2 separate regions of the Oryctolagus cuniculus genome follow, and region 1 is linked to region 2. A link is a contact called in public Micro-C data. All regions are on one chromosome and are shown on one strand. The core of a region is the stretch at or near the end of the contact, and the rest is flanking DNA. Distances in the headings are between cores, read along the strand shown.

Evidence for each region. A called contact is a pair of places that touch in the nucleus more often than the background predicts.
Region 1: a contact with region 2 is called in a Micro-C map of ear pinna, with 3 times the contacts expected there. The contact joins two enhancer-like sites. A contact is called at or near these places in 2 of 6 Hi-C or Micro-C datasets (ear pinna and an unstated tissue).

Annotation. Positions count from the first base shown.
Region 1 is chr10:29,317,584-29,320,283 of mOryCun1.1, reverse strand. No RefSeq gene overlaps it. Among named protein-coding and RNA genes, the nearest start is that of CTIF, 24 kb to the right of the region's middle. Within about 2 kb of position 1,448, at least 1 of the 8 cell types and tissues checked has an H3K27ac peak or open chromatin away from gene starts, as enhancers often do.
Region 2 is chr10:29,228,465-29,231,164 of mOryCun1.1, reverse strand. The region is part of intron 2 of CTIF (cap binding complex dependent translation initiation factor); the gene reads left to right. Among named protein-coding and RNA genes, the nearest start is that of CTIF, 65 kb to the left of the region's middle. Within about 2 kb of position 1,349, at least 6 of the 8 cell types and tissues checked have an H3K27ac peak or open chromatin away from gene starts, as enhancers often do.

The DNA of each region.
Region 1 (2,700 bases), core at 199-2,698, 89 kb before region 2:
CCACCTTGCGGCTCACCCGCACCTCAGGTAACTGCTGTGCGCACGACACGTTGGACTTCAGACCCGGGAGCTGATGCTGGAACAAGCTAAGACCCTGGGGACCAGGGAGAAAGCGTTAATGTGCTTTTTACACTGAGGCAGGACAGGAGGTGGGGGCAGGACGGGATGCAATGGGCCCCATGTTTGTGTCCCCGTCCCCTCCGGATGAACACGTTGACACTCTCGCTCTGAATGCGGTGGTATTGGAGGCAGGGCCTGCGGGAGGTGCTTACAGCGAGAGGAGGTCTTGAGTGTGGGAGCTTGCTGACGGCTTAGAGACCTACAGGAAGAGACGCCAGAGGGCTGGCGCTTGCTCTTTCTGAACAGGCAGAAAGGGAGGTGGTTCGAGCATGGGGAGTGGGGACTGCGGCTGCCTACAGACCTAGGGACCAGTGCTCTGAGGGCAGCGACCTTGGTGGCACCGTGACCCGAGACTTCCGGCCTGCAGAACTGGGAGGAAGCTAAGTGTCTGTTGTTTAAGCTGCCCTGTCTGTGGCATGTAGTCATGGCTCCCAGGCAGTCAAGGACAGATACACACTGTATGATACATTTACATGGAGCTCTCAAATCCGCAACTCTGCCATGTGTTGTCCGGGAAGACATATCCTAGGCGGTAACGGAAATGATGCCCACGAAGGAGAGACACCAAAGTCCGCACAGCGGGTCCCTTTCCACGGGGGCGGCCACGGAGGGTTGCAGCCCCGTCTCGGATGTCCGAATCCACAAAAGCTCAAGTCCCACTTACACAACGGCCTGCTGTTTGCAGCAAATCTATGCCTATGTCGCCATACACGTTCTTTTTTGAGCTTATTAATTTTTTTTAGATTGGAAAAGCAGAGCAGGAGGGAGCACGAGAGAACTCTCTCATGCAGTGGTTCACGTCCCAGATGCTCCCAACATCCAGGGTTGGGCCAGGCTGGGCCTGGAACTCCATTCGGGTCTTCCACATGAGTGCCAGGGACTCCCAGCACTTGAAGCATCGCCCACTGCTTTCCCGGCGCATCAGCAGGAAGGCAGATCGGAAGCAGGGCAGCCAGGACTCAAACTGGCATTCGGATAGGGTGATGGCCCAGATTCCTGGGTCCCTGCCACCCACGTGGGAGGCCTGGGTTGAGCTCCCATTGGGAGAGTAAGCCAGAGGATGAGGGATCTGTGTCTGTGTCTGTCTCTTTCTGCCTTTCAAATAAATAAAACTTTCAAAAAGCAAGCCGTGCTCACTATTTACTAAGTCCCTCTGCAAACCAGGGAACTGCAGCTCAGAGACACACCGGCTTGTCCAGGATCACACAGCAAAGAACGCCCACGCGTCCTGTGGGAGCTCCGCAAAGGCAGGGCGCTGTGTGCACTCCTGTGTCTCCCACCGCCACCGGCCGCGGGCTCCCGAGCAGGACGGCCGCTGTGAAGGCTGCGCAGATGAGCGCCCCCTGGGCCACGGCTGTCCGCCACCGGCCCTCAGCCAGCCGCCCTGGGCCCGGCCTTGCACTTACTACAAGGCTCCACTAGGTGGCGCTATTACTTTTTTTTTCTGTTGCATGACAGCGACTTGGCTGCTTGACCCTGTTCAAAGCCCGGTTCAGTGGGTTGATTTTCTAGGATGGCTTAGGAGAACCAGACCCCTGTAGCTAAATCCTGCACGCATGAGAGTGAGGAGAGGTCTGCATGCCTTTGCACTAGTAACAGTCAACACCAACAAATGCTTTGTCGGCGCAAGATACTGTACACACTCTGCAATATTAACTCATGCCTCGGTACAACCCACGGGATAAGTACAGAAGAACAGAGAGGGTGAGTAACTTGCCTAAGGCCACAGCCTGTAGCTTGGTCACTGGGATCCTTCAGTCCTCATGACTGTGGCCATGCCTATTTTGCAAATGTGGAAACCAGGCTCAGGAAAATTAAGAGGCCCGGAGTTACACGAGGGGACTCTTTATTTTTTAAATTTTTTTTTTACAGGCAGAGTTAGACAGTGAGAGAGACAGAGAGAAAGGTCTTCCTTTTTCTGTTGGTTCACCCCCCAAGTGGCCGCTATGGCCGGCGCACTGCGCTGATCCAAAGCCAGGAGCCAGGTGCTTCTCCTGGTCTCCCATGCGGGTGCAGGGCCCAAGCACCTGGGCCATCCTCCACTGCACTCTCTGTCTGCAGCAGAGAGCTGGCCTGGAAGAGGGGCAACCGGGACAGAATCCAGCGCCCCGACCGGGACTAGAACCCGGTGTGCCGGCGCCACAGGCGGAGGATTAGCCTAGTGAGCCGCAGCGCCGGCACAATGGGACTCTAAAAACTGGGATTAAAGATGAGCTTCTTTGGGTGCAAAAACAATTGAAGTCCCTGCATGGTGTTTTTTCACAGTACATCATCTACAGGAGCTTTTCCAAGCCCCTTGTATGGTGGCAGGAGCAGAATTCACACCCAGACCTATTGACTCCGAACACAGCCCTCCCGTGAGAGGTCGTGAAGACCGGGACACAGGTAGGGTCCTGTGTCCTTGCCCCACGTGTGTGACACACGCAGGCTCGGAGGCACCGGAGGATCGTGCACGCCACGCTGCATTGTGGACAGGCCTGAGCTGCTCTGAGCTCTTCCAGCTTTGGAGGGAAGAGAGGAACTGCGAAGGATGTGCACCCCTTCCTCGGGGCGCGTGCAGGGGAGACACCGCCCCCTCCA
Region 2 (2,700 bases), core at 100-2,599:
TGTGGGCAGGGGGCAGGCCCTGTCTCTCCTTGGGAACACCCTCTGTGTGCCCCTCTCCCAGCCTCCTCCAGAGTCTTAGTCAATGTAAGAACCTTGGCTTGGAGTCAAAGCTGGAAGGGGGCTTCTGGCCCAACTTTGAAAATTTTATAGCAAAGACAAACAAGGCCCCAGGGAAGGAGCAAGTTCAGGGTTGCACTGCTGGGGGTCTGTAGTGGGGCCTGTCGTGGTTGTGAACATTTCCTAGGCTGTAGACACAGATGATCACAGCCCAAGTGACTTGTAACAGTAGTCGGTCCTGGCAGCTTCAAGTCCGGGGTGACACCATCTGCAGAGTCGGTTGCTCTGGTGCTGTTGGGGAAGGTCTGCTCCAGGCTCTCTCTTAGCTGCCAGCCATCGCCAGTGCTCCCGGGCGGCAGACACGTCGCTGTTCCCAGCCTCCGTCTTCACACAGCTGTCTCCATGGGTGTGTGTCTGTGCTTGTGTCTTCCATGACTGAGGGCATCACTCACTGGGCTAGGGCCTCCCCTGATCCAGCATGGCTGCATCCTCTCCTGTCTCCATCTGTTCAGGCCTGGTTTCCAATGAAGGCCACACTCTCAGGGTGCCTGGGGCCCAGGGCTGCAGCTGATTTTGGGGGTGAGAGGGAGGACACCGTTGACCTCACAGCAGGACCGTGGATGGCACCTGCTTCTAGGACTTGGAGGTGTGGCCCGCGCTGGCTCCCCTTGGGGTGTGGTTCTGTCTGGTGTGTCAGGTTGGACGCTCTCAGGGCAGTACTCATGACACCTGCACCTGCCGTAGACACCTGGCGGGTCCTGGGCGGTGTCTGTGTGTGAGGACGAGGACCGCAGCCCCCAGGCCTTCTGCTAAGACAGGTATTCACCGCGGCTCACAGACGCGTCATTTTCACTTTCTAGCTTTTTGTCACTGTTTCCCTTTTGGAAAGAGGCTTGGCCGTTCACAGGCGCTTCCGTTTTCCTCTCCTCTCTGTTTTATTAAACGGCCAGGCTGGCTCTGTGTCCCTACAGAGGCCCGTGCCTCACGCTGCCGTTTCATTTCTGATTGCTCTGGAAGTCCATTGTCGCTCTGGCCTCCTGACCGCCACCTGGCCTTTGGCCGCGTGCAGACTTTTCGTATCAGCATTTTGGGCGGGCTGCAGGGCCGCCCCGCGAGAGGCCATTGCTACTGAGGTTTGGGAGCCTGGGCCTGCAGGTGGGGGGAAGGCTGGCTCTGGGGCTCCATATTTAGTCTGGAATCCAGCCCCAGCTGCTGCTCCGAGGCCACGGTGGATGCCAGAAAGGGTGGAGTGCTGGCCCTGAGCCAGCGCCGCGTGGCCTGCCGGGCAGCATAGCTGGGACTCCTGGGCCTGTCCCGAGCAGCCGGAGCTCTTCCCTGCCAGTGCTATGACCAGGGGCAGGCAGAGGAGGGAGCATACGTCTCAGAATTAGGATCAGGACTGGGAAGGGCCTTTGAGGTGAAGTAACTCAATGTCCCCTCTCACACAGATGGAACACAGGTGACCCCAAAAGGGGACTTGCTCAAGGTCACACTGTTAGGGGCAGAGCTGCTGGAATTGGGTTTCTGGATGTCAAGTGCTTTGCTCTTCCCTGGGACCGTGCTGCCTGGGAGGCCCTGCGCCCGTCAGGCTGGGTCTGGTCCAGGGACAAGCACCCCTGTCAGCACCCGCAGTGGAGCCGACAGACATCAAGTTCACATGTGCTCATGCCACCCTCTCTGTGCTGCCTTCCAGTTCCCATCAGACCCTCTGCCCTGTGCTTTGACTCCTGCTCACGTTAGTTGTTTAATACCATAGTGTGGCCGTCAGATGTCCAGGTTAGCATGGACGATAGCCACAGAGTGAGACTTGGGATCAGACACAGTAGGGCATGCTGTGAGGTGTGCAGGGGTGGAAGTAGGTAGACCCTGGATGTGGGGAAGTCCCCAGTGCCTGCTCTCTGTCCTCATGAGCTCAGAGTATCCCAGCTCCTGTCTGGTGCCTGTCCTGCCTCCCTCATCCATGCTGACCTGCCAAACCTGCTCAGGAACTGTTGCCATGGCCTCGCTCATTACCCTCACCCCTCCAGGCAGAGTCATCTGGCCATGCCACCTTCTGGTCTCTTGGCTGGGTGGGGTGGGCTGCCCTTGGGTGTGGTGCCTGCTGCCCCAGACGGGGCCCGCCCACTGGTGTGGGACAACCAGGTCTGGATCTGAGCAGGACCCACGGACAGGGGTCAGCACTGTGACAGCAGGTTCTGTGGCCCCATGTCCGGGACATGCCCTTACCTGCTGTGGGGTCTCAGGTTTCCCCAGGTCTGAGATGGAATCTGACTTTCAGATTGAAGCAGGACTGAAGAGCCTGGCACAGTGGCACTGTGACCCCAGTGCCACTCACAGGGGCACAGTGGCAGTGCTCACTGCCTCCCCCAGTCCTGGCTGCAGCCCTGGGGGGGTGGGCGGGGCCTGTGCCATCAGCCTCACTCGACAGATGTGGAGACTGATGGTACACATGATCCCGTGTTCCCCGCCCTCTGGATTCCTGCTGCTGCCTTCTTGGCGGGTCTCCCCCTTGCTGAAGTCCGCCTAGATTCCAGCACGTCAAGGTCAGGAGGCCTCCAGCTGCCAGGCACCACACCCCCCAGGGAGTAGGGCTGATGTAACTCTCCCTAGCATCTCCCTCCTATGGGAGGCAAAGAGTGGAGG